2 separate regions of the Gossypium hirsutum genome follow, and region 2 is linked to region 1. The links are chromatin contacts, called in public Hi-C maps. All regions are on one chromosome and are shown on one strand. The core of a region is the stretch at or near the end of the contact, and the rest is flanking DNA. Distances in the headings are between cores, read along the strand shown.

Region 1 (7,920 bases), core at 3,550-6,049:
TTAACAGTACAAATCCCTTTCGCAACCAAACCCGCATTACTCGTATCATGCACATATGCCAAATATGCATCACAACCTTTATGAATTAACTTTTCAGCTACTAGAGTGGAGATCACATTAAATAGATAATCTCAACACTTGTCAACTATTACAACTTTCATATCATCTCCAACCTCAAAAGTCACTCTCTTAGATTCACAATCTAATCCAAGCTGATGTTCCACCAACCAATCCATACCCAAAATCAGGTCGAACTCCCCAATGAAATTCCATCAAATCTCTCAGAAATACAAATCCCTAAACCTCAAACGGAAACCTCATATAAACTTTACTAACTTAAACTGACTGACCTAAAAGACTAATCACGAAAAGTTCACAAATAGTGTCTTCAGCCAAAATCTTAAAGTTACCTGATACACTACTAGATTTGTAAGAATGCATGGAACCACAGTCAATTAATGTAAAATATGGTAAAGAATGTATAACAAATGTACCGATAATCACATCAGCCACATCCCTGTCCTCTTGGGGCCTTGATGCATAAACTAAAGTTGGCTGCCTAGCCTTAGTCTGAACTACACCTTTGTCTGGTGCCCTTTGACCACGATCACCATTGTTATCACCTCTCATTTGACCACGACCTCTAGTAGGCTATTGAAAAACCCTTTAAGGCTGAATCTGACTTTGAATCGGAGCCTGCACTAGGTCAACCATACTGGGGCACTCGCTAATCTTATGCTTAGTATACCTACATCTGTAGCATGCCCAAATTCTTCTTCAACATTATCCTAGATGATGCCTATTATAAAACCCAAAAATCTGTACCTGCTCAACCCTAACAGCATACTCAACTTTGGTAGCTGGCTCTGCCTGCGAGGTTTCTCATACCTGGCCTATTTCATAGGCCGCTGAGAATAACTAGAAGGACTCAAATACCTTTTGTTTTTATTTTGACTCTTCTCCCTCTGCCTCTTCTCACGTTCAGTGTGCCTAACTTCTTCAATAATTTTTTCCTTACCTATTAAGGCTTCAAAGACTTGCTTTCTCTAAGGAGCTATCAAAACCTTGATGTCGTACCTCAAACCCTTCTCAAAATGAATGCTCTTATTGTAATTAATGGCTATCAAACTACGAGCATACCTACTCATCTCAAAAAATCGACCTCATACTTGGCCACCAATCTATCCCCTTGAGTTAGCCCCATAAATTCGTGTCTATGGGCCTCAACATAGCTTGCCCCCACATACTTATTTTAGAAGGTACTCCAAAAATAGTTGCAAGTTAACCGTTCAGGCTGAATACCCTTTTCAACTGTTAACCACTACTGATATGCCTCGTTACGAAGCAAAGATATTGCACCCTTTAGTTTCTGTTCGAGGGTGCAATCTAAATCATTCATTATCCTTTCTGTGGCCACCAACTAATATTCGGCCACAGTCGGGGCGACCCCAGTGACGCCCCTAAATAGTTCAGCTCCATTAGACTCGAGTAATTCAGTTACTGACCCTCGACTTCAAGATCCAATATAGGTCCCAGCGACCCTCTCTAAAACCCTCAAAATTACTTGAGACAGTGTGTTGTTCGTGGCAGTCTAAGCCTCAGACCTAGTCTCAGTATTTGGAGTTTCTACAGTTTCACTTGTATCCAATTGGAGATACTATTCATCCAAGATGACTTGACTCGAGCCTTCTTGCAAAGACCATACTTGACTCGAGCCCTTCGACGAAGACCATAGCACCCATGGGTACCATGTCCTCGAGATCCACAAGTACTCATTATTTTATCTACAATTTTCAAAATTTTATAAATCAATTTAAATTTTTAAACTTTAATCTTAAACTTTTAGCGGAGTATTTATTAGTATTTAGAGCGTGTTTTATAGCACTACAGTCTCTAGAGGCAATTTCTTATACTAAAGCGTCATATACAAAAGTATATCTAAAGCTTAACTAAAGTTTAGAGTTCTTACTTGGATCGGTGCCAAAGTCTCTGTTTCACTTTCCCAAAAATTAAAAGGTCATTTTAGTAAATTTTATTTTAAATTAAAAGGTCAGTTTAGAGTTCTTATACACAGCCCGAGTTTTACATCCTGACTTTAATACCACCAAATGTAACGCCCCAAACCCGACCTGGACATTATGGTCGGATTGTGGAGGTTACATTGTACGTGGAAACAATATTAATTTATTTTGGCAAATACTCTTTAACTTCAAAGAAATCAAGTTTGATTAACTTGTTGAAGACGTACCATTCTTTGAAAACCCATGAGAACATTGAAGAAAATCACATTTTTTAGTTTTACCAAAACGTATTTAATTTACTTACTTTGTTTGTGAGATAAAACATCTTAGCAAATTTCAATAAAAGTTGTAGCGGGAAGCATTATAACAAATCGATCGTATAACCGTGGTTCATTTTTAGTTATCTTGATTTAAGCATCATTAAAAGTTAAAACTTTTTCAAAATAAATACCAAAATAGTTTTTAACGCCCTAAACAATTTAAAATGTCCAAAAGTCCAAAAAGCCCATATAAACAAAAGAGAGTCCAATGTATACTTAAATCAAAAGAGTTAAATCTGAGCTCTAGAGTTGTCATCCAATCCTATGTCTGAGGATTACTTGAAACAGAAAAAACAAATGCGTGAGCTTAACGCCCAGTATGTGATTTGGCCCACATATTGTAGTATATATATAACAGAATATATCATAGCATATCAGATTTCATATCGGAGCATATCATATATCATATCGTATCGTATCATATCATATCTGTTTTCATATCATGTTGTAGCATGTTTCATATCTTATCATATCATAACTCATGCCATGTCATATCATATCTCATATCATGTCCTACCCCAACCGCTACACACCATCTCCATCCCACCAATCACACTAATTAGGACTATAAGTGTCCATCCATCTAATCACACCTATATGTGGTAGCATGTCACTCATAAATATGCAACTGAGCTGCCAAACAGAAATTTTGTGGTCTAGCCGCCATAGTTGCAGTAAAACCTGCCATATAACACTTTCTCCATCATATCATATCCCACCCCAAAACATAGATAGAATTATAGTCATAATATTATACATAAATACATATATCATAAGTCTTATAACATGCATACACATATATTTTCTTTTAGGGAACATAACATAGCATATAATTTTCACACAATAAAACATACTTAACATTCTTCTAAAGCTTATCCTTATGTATATACATACTAAAACTTACACTTTTTTAGGTCTACATGATGCCCACGAATCCAATTTTTGAGTCCCTTATTCGACCCCTAATTGGGCCTTAAATTTGGCCAAAACAGCCTACACGGTCTACCAATCTAAGCCATGTAATCACACACGGTTCACCACATGGCTTGGCACACTGTCGTGTGGCGCTACGTAGTTTTGAAAACAACCAATGTTTCGCAATTTTCTCAAGTTTTGAGCAGTATTTCGGGTTAGTTTCACACACCTGATATTAGGTTTTATCAATCCCTCAATCGAAACTCACAAATCCTGCAATCGTTCATTAAATCACCCTAATTAATCGAGAAAAAAACTTATCTAAAATAACATTCTTTTATCAAAATTTCAGTTCCTAAAACGAGATTCGAATACTCACTACTTTGAAAACAAAGTCCAAAACGGGAATTACTCTGCTGGAGGAATTTGATTCTCACCCCTTTTAACTAAACAAAATCACGAAAACACTTAACATAACATGGAAAAAAAACTAAATACCTATAACTCAATCTTGTTGAAGAACAAAATTAAGGTTAAAATAATAGAAAAATATCTTGACAGAGCTTACACTCTGCTTTGAACTATGATCGAATTGGGAGTAATACACACGAACATCGAAAAGGATAGGATGACTGGAATCAAAATTTAACAGAAAAATGAACGAAAAAAACTCAAAGAAAAGTGAAAGAAAAAGAAAAAGAAAGAACAAAAGGAAGATGAAGCAAGAAAAGGGGAAAAAAGTGACAGAGGTATAGGAGAAGTTGGACGGTTGAATGTGGGAGTAAAACTAGGGGTGATAACTAAAAAAAAAAATCAAATTAAAATAATTCAATTTTAATCAAGTCCTAATTCACTGGATTTTATGGAATTTAAATTAAATTCTAACACTTAACAAAAGCTTAAGCAAATTTTTTTTCCATTTGCGCACCATAAGATTCAAACACAAAACCCAAAAAATAACTAACAAGCACTTTACCACCAAACCAATAAACTCATTTTATTATAGTTTGCCCAAAATAAAATTTAAACCAAATAATTAGGATAGGAATAGAACAAAAAATTAACAAAATTCCAAGAGGTAGGATTTAAGCTTAAGATCTCACACATACATACAAATCATATAACCATTAAACTAAATTAAATCACTTGTTAATTTAATTTTCTATAATAAAGAAAATTCTAGGCGTTACAGTAGAAAACTAAGAGAATGTAAAACATAAATTTTTTTATTGGTGTGTTTGGTAAGAAAGATGAAAAAATAGAAAGAAAAAATAATTTTCTTTTTATCCTTGTTTGTTAGAGCTGAAAAATAAATTAAAAATAAAATATTTAAAAAATATAAAATTTTGAATTAACATACAATTCTCTCTTATCAATTTAGAAAAATTAATTTTCATGTATTAGAATAAAAATTGATCAATCTCTTCTATTTTCTTTTCTATTACTTTTCTTTCCAATTAAACGCATTTAAATTTACTTTCTTTCCTTTTTTTCACTAGCTTGTCTTATTTATTCACTTTTACACTCAATCAAAAGAAAGAGCTGACACTTGGGTTTGATTGAATGGGGAAGCCGAAAGCCCAATAATAATTATAAAAATATTACCAAATAAAATGCCGATCTCAATATAAAGGGCGGTTCTAAATAGACCCTAAGTCCTCCTTCACATCGTTCTAACAGCGAAGGTTGTAGAAGCAGCTGCGTGAGCTTCCTAAGCTACCTAGGGTTTCCTTCATTCGAAAATGATTTACGACGTCAATTCTCCTCTCTTCCGCTCTTTCCTCAGCCAGAAGGGAGGCTCCTCCGACAAGAGGTTCGTCTCTTTCTCTCCTTATCTTTTTTCTTTATTCGGGTTTTTAGTTTCATTTTTGTGTTAAGATGATTATATTCATTGGGATTGAATAAGTACGAAACGATGGCGCAATTCTTGTTATGAAGGTTGTTGTATAAAGATTAACCTCTGAAAGCTATTTTAATGGGGGTATTGGTCAAGACTCAAAAGGGAAATTTGTTTATTTCAGTTGTTTGAAATATGTTTTTCGAACGATCCGGTGACAGGTTAGAACAAAAGTTTTGCGAAAGCTTTCGGTTGTAGACGATATGAATCTGATGTTTAGAATCGGATAAGTTGTGTGAAATTTGTGGTTCTATTCTATTTGCACGGTACTTAGCTAGATGGTTTATTTGTTATTGATTTTATCGGAATTTAGGAGGAATATGGCTCTAAATGCTTCTGGAAATTATGGCTCCTAGTGCTTCTAAGTTCATACTAGGGACCGTTAGCTTCTCATCATTACCGGAATCTATTAGTGCGCTACAATTTGCTTCCTAGAAATTATGTTTTTGTCCTACGCTGTGAATGATGAGTAAGTCGATGTACGGTTTTCGGCATCATCGTCCAATCTGCCATCTTGGATCTAAAAGTTGAAAATCTTATTTGAGAGAGTTTTTTTCTTTAGAATATTTCTAATGTTTGAATTGGATGTAACTTTTGCTTGACCTTTCAGAAAAATGGAGGAGCAGAAGCCTAAGGAACAGAGACCCAAAGCAAATGAGAATAAGCCTGTCATGACAGAGTAACAGCTGCTTTTGTTTAGTATGAATGGCAAGTTGGTGGATGGTTGTTCTTAGAACTCTGATATGTTCGAGATTGGAAATGCTTGTTGATGTATTCAAATACTATCACAACGATTTTTCTTCTTTGAGATGGAATGATATTCAACTTTGTGGATGATATTTAACTTTTTGGTATGATAGGGACATTAAATCTATCGAGAAATCTGAGGTTTTAGGCTTGAGTGGGCTTTAGGAGTAGGAATATCTTGGGACACCTGTATAAAGTGTGTTGCATACGGATTTTATGCAAAATGCTTGCACCCGTTATAGGTTTGTATGCTATCAACTTTGTTTGAGTTATATCCGGAGATGATAGCTTGACAACTATAGGCCTCTTTGTAGGTGCCTTACTCTGTGTTTCAACTAATGCAGCCTGGAAGCCAATCAGGTTAGCATAGTGCAAATCCAATAGTAGTGACATCGGTTAGAGATGTTCAAAGGATTGGTAGCCTAAAAGCATTCGCTAGTATTTTTGGATGAGGGGTGCCTCTTAAAGTTAGACCTGACTGTGATTCTACCCTGTTATCTCCCTTCCGGTTCTGTGTTTCGAGATATAGCTTGTTGCTTGATTGGTAGTTTTTTCTACAAATAGGCTTTGAGGGATGAAAGGCCTAAATGTAAGGGCAATCGTTATGACCAAGTTGGCCTTTTGGGAAGTAGAAATATTGGTATTGCAGAGCAGTGTTATTTCATATTTGTGTAGCTTGGTTAATCGTTTCAATCACCATCACTCACTATAGTGATTGAAGGTGTTCCTTTGGTAAAACTGGTTGATAGCACTTTTAAAATCATTAATTTCTTATATTTCTTTTACTCAACTACAAATAACAATTATTCAAGTGTTCAATGTATCTCAAAGAAAATTCCAACTTATTTCGATAATTTTTCATGCGAAAATAACAAATACTCAAATCTTAAATATATCATAAGATTAAAAATTAATCATGTCCCACTAAAGTTGTTACATTTTGATTTTTAGTGGTCAGAATGTTCCAACTTTGATGTTTTATATTTTAAAATTTATTATAGATAAAAACAATTACAAATATGTTATAAAAATTTTGATTGAAGTTTTTTAAAAATATTTTTTATAAAATTTAATTAATTAAACTATTTGAAACATAGGAGGTTAAAGTTAGGACATAAATGCTGTTTTTTGGTTACTGCTGAAGTTAAAAGTGGCAACTCATCTGATAAATAACTTTTTAAAGTAATTTTATTGTTTTCACTTGATCAATTTGAAATAATTTCATTCATAATAAAAAAAAAACTAAGTTGGACTACTTTATAATCAAAGCTTTTAAGTTTTTTTCATTAATGGAGTTTAAGTTATTTTGATTATCTCCAATTAAATTGAAGATGATTAATGGTTACTTTAATAATTAATGTTGGGATAGACTCATATAAACAATAAAATAGAAAAAGTAGAGAAAAAATTGAAAAAAAAAACCTGAACACAAATATTTTACACGAAAAAACACTTTCGAAGAGGATAAAAAAATCACGGGTAAAGATAATTTCACTAAAATAGAAAAAATAAAGCGTACAAAAGATGAGACAAAACTAAACCCCAAAACTCAAAATAAGAACCCTCAAAACGTAAACACAAAATTCTTTAAAAGCTTGTAAAAGCTAATACCTAAATGTGTAATGAGTTATTTTTCTAGGGTGGAAAAGGACCTATTTATAAGCTAAATTCATAGGTCAAATAATATTAAAATAACCTACACTAATCAAAGTTTAAATGAGAAACTAAAAACAAAGTTTAACTAGGAGAAGAAAAGTAAAAAAATACGAGGTGTTACTCTACAAATCTCCACATTGACTTGTATTTCCATAATGCCTTATTTGCGAAACCTCGCCATAGGCTTATCTTGAACTATGCAGAATATTAACTGAGTCGAAGTTGTGCTTAGAGGCTGGAAGACTTTAAGTCTTCGACTTGTGCACTATCAAATCAAAACTGACCTGAGTATGATTTTCACGAACATAGTGCTCGATCTTTTCAAAACCTGGATCCAGAAGAGAATTTCTCTTACACGAAATAG
Region 2 (7,920 bases), core at 2,160-4,659, 190 kb after region 1:
AGACCATGTCTGGGACATGGCATTGGCATCCTTAAGATCATGAGAGGTCCCCTGTAAGACCATGTCTGGGACATGGCATGGGCACCGAGACGAGATGACCCATGTAAGACCATGTCTGGGACATGGCATGGGCACCATCACGAGAACATCCCATGTAAGACCATGTCTGGGACATGGCTTTGGCATGTTATTATCAGAAGAGACCCGAGTATCCTTATTATTCCAATGTAGCTCAACGGGCTTGTAAACAAATCATGTTCATGAAAGTTCAGTTTAAAGCATAAATGGCAAGCTCAGGTAAGTTGTAAGATTTAAGAACTTATTATACTATCAATTGATGTTCAACGATGCAGCAAGGATTGAGTAAGTTATGCACACAAGTATTCTAAGTAAACAAGTAAGAGAACTAGTATGAGATTAACTAAAGAGTAAACTAGAGATATAGACATTGAGTTTAATTATTTAAGTTAAATATTGTTATTTATTTGCTAGTAAACTTACTAAGCTTTATGCTTACTTCTTTTATTTCTCTTTCTCTTATAGTATTGCAAAGCTACTTCAAGGATCCTAAAGAAGTCGGAGATCGTCCACACTATCAACTACAACTGCTCGGTATTTTATATCGAAACACGTTTGAGTTATGGCATGTATAGGGATTTAGTTATTTTGTATGTTTGTAATGATGATTTTGCTAATGAGTGATGTGTAAGTATTTGATGATGTATGGTTATTAAAATGGTTAAGGATGAAGGTGTTTGTTGTTATGAAAGATTAGGTGATAAATTATGCATGGAAATCATGAAAGGATAAAATTTTGCAAAGAAACAGAATTCAGGCAGTACAGTGACGTGAATTTGAAAAATCACCCAAGATAGTATAAAATGAATTAGAGGGTGAATGATATATGGAATTAAAGCTTGTTGAGTCTATTTTCATGGAAAATAACGGTGTAGAAAAAGGAAATTTATATTTTAAGATATGTGAATTTTAGTAAGATAGGGTCAGAACTGTTTTTGGAGTCCCCTGTTCTGAGTTTAGAAAATAATTACAAATTGTACAAAAATGGTTATGAGTTGAAATTTACATGCTTAGATTCCTTAATGAGTCTATTTTCTGTAGAAACAAGTAATAACTTCATATGAAAATCCTACAGTTAGAAAACTTATTTTTAGTGACTAGAGGTCAGGGCAGTCAGGTGGTGAAACAGGGGAGACTTTAACTAATAAACTGTACTAATTTGCTGAACCAAAAATTCTAAAAATTTTATGGTGAGTAGATATATGAGTCTAGTTTCAGGGAAAATTTACGGAATTAAATTTCGAGTTCTGTAGCTCAAGTTATAATTAATTTAGTAACTGCTGCGCGATTGGACAGATTTGCTGCGAATAATGAAATAAATTTTCAAACCTAGTTTTTATGCTCCGAATTGGTAAGATAAGCTAAGTAATGCCTCGTGCTCGACTCCGGAAGCGGTCTCGGGTAAGGGGTGTTACAGTTCTTACACTGACACACCTCAAGCCGATGCCATGTCCCAGACAAGTCTTACACTAGCTTGTATATCTTGAGGTCGATGCCATGTCCCAAACAGGTCTTATGCTAGCATGCACATCACCCAATGTCATGGCATGGATATCCAAATTATTCCTAAGGTTCAACTGGGAGTCTCTGCTACATCAGTTCTCACCATGCACATTCACAGGAATAATCCACAATTTATGCCATATTAATTATACAATACATAAATACAAATAAATTACATTATTTACGTACAACTTACCTCGATGCACAAAATGTAAGCGACTAATTGTATTTAATCCGCTTGCTTAGCTTTTTCCCGGTCTAGGTCCGGATTGCGTATTTCTTGATCTATAAAAATAACATTTCAATCATTTAATCATCACATTAATAAGAATATTCTACAATTAACAATTTGGCAAAATGACCGTTTTGCCTTTAGACTTTACAAAAATTATGATTTTACCTTTAGGCTCGTAAATCAATTTTTATTGAGTTTTCTCATTAATAAAGCCTAGCCGAACTCTTTTTATACCTATAGCAACTAAAAATTTCAAACATTTCACACAAATACAACCTATTTTACAAACTTTACAAAATAGCCCATTTAGGTGTTTTCATGAAAACCTCTTTCATAAAAGTTGTTTGTTTAACAACCAAGATTCATTTTCTTCCATAAAATTTCAGTTAACAACATAAATGCTTTCATGGCAAAACCCTAAACTTTCATCCATTTTGCAAAATAGTCCCATTATTAGAAAGCTCATGCTATAAGGGTCCTAAAAATGCAAAAAAATCAAGAAAGGCTATCTAAATCACTTACTTGCAAGGAATATAAGTGGCTGATATTTTTGAGCTTTCAAAACACCTTATTTGCTGATATTTTCGGTGGAGAAGAAGATGAGAAAAAGATGATATCATTCTCTCTTTATTTTATTTCATTTCTAGTCAATTTAGTCACCAAAACTCACCTAACTTTGACAACTTTCTTCTTTTTGTCTCTATGGTCTCCCACCACTAATTTAAAGGCCTATTTGTACTTTAAAGACCCCCAATTATGGTTCTCTAGCTATTTGACACATTTGGCTAGCAAAATAAAACTTTTGTCCTTTATGCGATTTTTCCTTTTTCTTAATTAAACTCACAAACACTAAAATTAACTCACCAAAATTTTTATGCACTTATATAATCATGCTATGACACATAAAATAATATTAAAATAATTTCTTAGACCTCGAATTTGTAGTTTCGAAACCACTGTTCCGACTAGGTTCAAAATCGGGCTATTACAGTCTATCTTTGCAACCGGGCCAATTGTGCTTCCAAGGAATTTTAAAAGGCTTCTTATGTACATGCCCTCTGACAGCCGAAGCAATTTGATCCAAACCAGCAAACTAGTGGGAAAATCTCGATCTGTTGTGAACGAAGGTGTCCACGGCCTTACGGTGAGATATTGGCCAAAAATTGTCCAAGGCCCGCCCGACACCGCATGAAAGTATTCATCATCATCCTGAAAATTAACCGAAAAATAATCGTTCTCTAAGTCAATAACTTGTAATGGCTGTTTAGTTTTCCAGATAGCTTGCAATCTATTGGTCATGGTAATGTATGAAATTTTCCTTTCCAGCAATTTGACGACTATAGTCTGGACCATGCGCTTGGCAATAAATTGATGAACTCGTTCAGAGAAAGTGATGGAAGGAATGCCATCAACGATCTCTTTTTTTGCATACACTCGAGTAACTCAAAGTCTTCTTCATTCTACAAATTAATCCTTTCAACTGTGATACCTAAAAGCTTATTTTTCCATGACATTGTTTGAACATCATTCGTCACCACTTTCATACTTTTGTCATTAAATAGGATTGTCCAGATCCGATGGATCCTCCGGCCTCCGCCTAACCTTTTTGTGCGGATCTCCTACCATTTTCTCCCACTGAAGCTGTATCACCCTTCCCAGATTCCATTTCAATTTGAGCTGATTTACCCTTTATTAAGAAACACGAAAAATCTAATAAGCAATTGAAATTGATAAGTAAATGAAAAACTTGGGAAGTGACAGTCAGACGGGATTCCGCGTTTCTTGCTAGCCAGATTCCAAGTGGCAGCTATCACTCAAATTAACTAAACGAAATCACAGCCGTTGATCTCTCCCCATACATTTCCTAATTGATCTCTCTCTCTCCATCTAGGTAAAAAGAAAAAGAAAAACACACACACACTCTCACACTGTCAAACAATTAAAAAGTGAGCGACTGCCAGTGCCAAACCATCATCACCAAATTCGTTATCCTCTCAACTCTCCTTATCATTATCCTTTTGTTTCTGTTTTTCATTTCGATGCCCCCGTGATTGATTTGAAAGATGGCAAATCACCACCGTACATCAAGAATCGACGTCGGCGGCGGAAGCCCAATGTTTGGAGGTTTTGGCTTTACTGTTAGATTATTGGCTTCTGCCATTACTGTTGCACTCTGTTTCTTCTTTCTTCTTTCTTTTTTCTTTACTTCTCACTCTCATTCTCCTCATCTCCAAACCAACTTTGTAAGTCCTAACTAACTGACTTTATTGACTCGACATTTAATTTCACCCTTTTTTGATTCTAAGATCAATTAAAAGATGAGAAATGCACATTTCCAGGGTGACTGATTGAACGGCGTTGTTTTTTCTTCTTTTTCTTTTGGTGTTTATAGGGTTTCTCCACTGGAATTGGATCCACAAGGAGGTCCGTTTTGGCACTCAAATCCGATCCGCTCAAGCCCCGGCTGGATCAGATCCGGAAACAAGCCGACGACCACCGCTCTCTTGTCCTCGCTTACGCCTCCTACGCTCGAAAGCTAAAGCTCGAAAACTCGAAGCTTGTTAGGGTTTTCGCTGATCTATCTCGAAACTACTCGGATCTCATTAGTAAACCATCCTATCGGGCTCTCTTCGAAACCGATTCGCTCTCCATTGACGAGCCCTTGCTACGACAGTTCGAGAAAGAAGTCAAAGAGCGAATCAAAGCCACGCGCCAAGTGATCTCGGAAGCCAAGGAATCCTTCGATAACCAATTGAAGATCCAGAAACTAAAAGACACCATCTTTGCTGTCAACGAGCAACTGACCAAAGCCAAAAAGCAAGGCGCATTTTCCAGCCTTATCGCCGCTAAATCGATCCCAAAAAGCTTACATTGTTTGGCAATGAGGTTGATGGAGGAACGAATCTCGCATCCGGACAAATATACAGATGAAGGGAAACCAATGCCTCCGGAATTCGAGGATCCGAAGCTTTACCATTACGCTATCTTTTCTGATAACGTTCTTGCTGCATCCGTAGTGGTGAATTCAGCCACGAAGAACGCGAAAGAGCCATGGAAACATGTTTTCCATGTGGTGACGGACAAGATGAATCTTGGGGCAATGCAGGTTATGTTCAAATTGAAAGATTATAATGGAGCTCATATTGAAGTGAAGGCGGTAGAGGATTATAAGTTTTTGAATTCATCCTATGTTCCAGTGTTGAGACAGTTAGAATCGGCTAATCTCCAGAAGTTTTATTTTGAGAACACGCTTGAGAATGCCACGAAAGATACGACTAACATGAAGTTTAGGAACCCCAAGTATTTATCAATCTTGAATCATTTGAGGTTTTATTTACCGGAGATGTACCCCAAGTTGCATAGGATATTGTTTTTGGATGATGATATTGTGGTGCAGAAGGATTTGACTGGCTTGTGGAAGATTGATATGGATGGGAAAGTGAATGGGGCAGTAGAGACTTGTTTTGGGTCTTTCCATCGGTATGCACAGTATATGAATTTCTTGCATCCATTGATTAAGCAAAAGTTTAACCCCAAAGCCTGTGCTTGGGCTTATGGCATGAATTTCTTTGATTTGGATGCTTGGAGGAGGGAAAAGTGTACTGAGGAGTATCATTACTGGCAGAATCTGGTAAGCTTCGAGTGACACTCTTTTGTTTTTCTGATTGCTTTATTATGCCTTGTAGCGTCTCTCATGCTACTTTTGGTGCTTGATTTATGCTATTAGATAATGCAGCTTGTTCCATAGTCTAGCTTGAGTAAACCGTTGCTGAACTAAAGTATATTATTTTGACTTTGTTGAAACTGCTATAGCAGCTATTAATACGCCAAAATTTAATGTGGAAATGCTAGCAGCTTCTGGTTTTAATAGTTTGATGTTGTTGTTTTGTTTTTTATCACTACTATTATTGGGCCATAGTAGATGAGGTTATGACTAATTGGCTTCATATTCCCTTGGTTTTGCTTGCAGAATGAGAATAGGACTCTATGGAAATTGGGAACATTGCCCCCTGGTTTGATCACATTTTACTCCACGACGAAACCGTTAGACAAGTCATGGCACGTTCTTGGACTCGGCTATAATCCAAGCATTAGCATGGATGAGATCCGCAATGCCGCGGTGGTGCACTTCAATGGGAATATGAAGCCGTGGCTAGATATTGCCATGAATCAGTTCAAGCCTCTTTGGAGTAAGTATGTTGACTTTGATTTGGAGTTCGTCCAAGCCTGCAATTTCGGTGTCTAAATAAAAAAAAAAGGATCACAAGCTACAAAAGAGCTTGTTTAACAAGAAGTTCAACCTCACCTTAAGCAGACTATTGTTATTCTGCGTGGAAGGAAATTAGCCTCTACTGTACTCCAGTGTAGCGTAGCATAGCATAGTTATATTAATTTTAGAATGCTTGCTTTTAGTTTGTTCATACAGGTGTTGCAATTAAAATTATTAAGCTGATATTCAACTGTTAAATTATTCTGTAATCATAATGTTCCAAGTTGTTAGTCGTCTAAAGTACAGTATATATTGTTTCATTATTCCTTTCCAACTGTTGGTTCAGAATATCATTCAACGCAGGGGAACAGGCCTAGAGATACCCATTCAAAACTGGAAATCTTTCATACAATTCTAACTGCTATAAACATGGTAAAGAAGTTCCATTATTAGAGCCTAAAAGAGGCTCTAAATAAGTAGGAGAGCTATCTAACCTACATAGTTATCAGTCATCTATAAGATTAGGTCCTGTGCAGATACATTGCAGAAGGAAGGCGTGTACTGAGGATAACTTCAAGTGGGGTAGCCTTGGGCATGGTAATGCCTAACCCTTCACTCATATCCACTGTCTCACCAAAAGGTGTGGATAACTCGAACCCCTGTAGTATGCTGGCAATTGTCAAGTGTGTCATTTGCAATGCCAATGTGATCCCTGGACAAGATCGTCGCCCAGACCCAAATGGGATCAGCTCAAAATGTTGTCCCAGAACATCTACATCTGCATGGCTTGTAAGAAACCTTTCTGGTTCAAACACATCAGGATTTGACCAAACCTGAGGGTCCCGATGCAATTTCCACAGGTTTACAATCACACGAGTGCCCTTCCCAACGTGGTAGCCACCGATGCTACAATCTTCACTTGCCTCATGGGGAACTGATATCGGTCCTGGTGGGTATAGCCGCAATGTTTCCTTGACAACAGCCTGGAGATAGACTAGTTTCTCAATATCAGAGTCTTGAACCCATTTGTCCCTGCCAACTTTGAGGTCCAGCTCCTCTTGAGCACACTTTAAGGCATGTCTGTTGTTCATCAAGTTTGACAATATCCATGTCAGTGTAATGGATGTTGTGTCTGAGCCTGCTAAGAATAAATTCTACACCAGAAAATAAAATTTTCGACAACTTAGCTGGTTGAATGTAAATACTACATCAAAGGGATATTTTTAAAATGTCTAGCTAATGCCATAATGTACATCCTTTGAACTTTGTAAATAACATCCAATTTTCAACTGCTTAATCTTGACAGTAATAAGGGTTAGCTAAAATGTCATTTTCTTGTATACAATTGTATGGTGCAAATCCTATGCTGAAATCCACTCTAAAGACCAAGTCAAAGGAAAGTTAAGGAAAATGAAGGTAGTATGGCGAAGGGTCTTGTTTTCAGTCCAAAGAGTAGAAATAAAGAATATTACCATTACATTAGCCTTGATAATTGTTTCTCGAGAGTAGCCAAACATGGAATCCTCCTCAATTGCAGATAGCATTAGGTCGATGAAATCGGGAGTGTTGTCTGGTTTTGCTTCACTCTTGAGCCTCTTTAGTTTATGCTCCTCCACCCATTCTCCAACAATGGAATCTATTTCTCTTGCAACACGCTTCATGGATTTCACTTGTCCCATGAACATGGAATCCATCCATCCTAGAAACGGTACCACTTCCGATGGAGATATAAGTCCAGAAACATACATGAAATCTTTGATAACTTTTGCCACATGTGCTGCTTCCTCATCATCTTCCCCATTGGTGGTGTCCCAGAAATATCTCTTGCCCGCCATCAATCTCATGATCGTATTCAAAGTCAGGGCTTCAAGTTTTTGACTAATGACCAACTTTG

The links. Hi-C and Micro-C count contacts between places; a contact is called where the count stands out from the background.
Region 2: a Hi-C map of leaf shows a contact between it and region 1, with 2.9 times the contacts expected there. The contact joins the promoter of LOC107952863 here to the promoter of LOC107952861 in region 1. A contact is called at or near these places in 3 of 34 Hi-C or Micro-C datasets (all in leaf).

The regions. Positions count from the first base shown.
Region 1 is chrA07:46,887,186-46,895,105 of Gossypium_hirsutum_v2.1, forward strand. LOC107952861 (wound-induced basic protein) reads left to right here and starts at 4,800. Exons shown (of 2, transcript XM_016888061.2): 1 at 4,800-5,069; 2 at 5,764-5,990. The coding sequence starts at 4,999. The coding sequence ends at 5,836.
Region 2 is chrA07:47,078,408-47,086,327 of Gossypium_hirsutum_v2.1, forward strand. LOC107952863 (galacturonosyltransferase 8) reads left to right here and starts at 3,410. Exons shown (of 3, transcript XM_016888062.2): 1 at 3,410-4,059; 2 at 4,209-5,447; 3 at 5,787-6,326. The coding sequence starts at 3,880. The coding sequence ends at 6,062. LOC107952864 (cytochrome P450 CYP82D47) reads right to left here. Exons shown (of 2, transcript XM_016888063.2): 1 at 7,499-7,920; 2 at 6,413-7,180. The coding sequence ends at 6,548.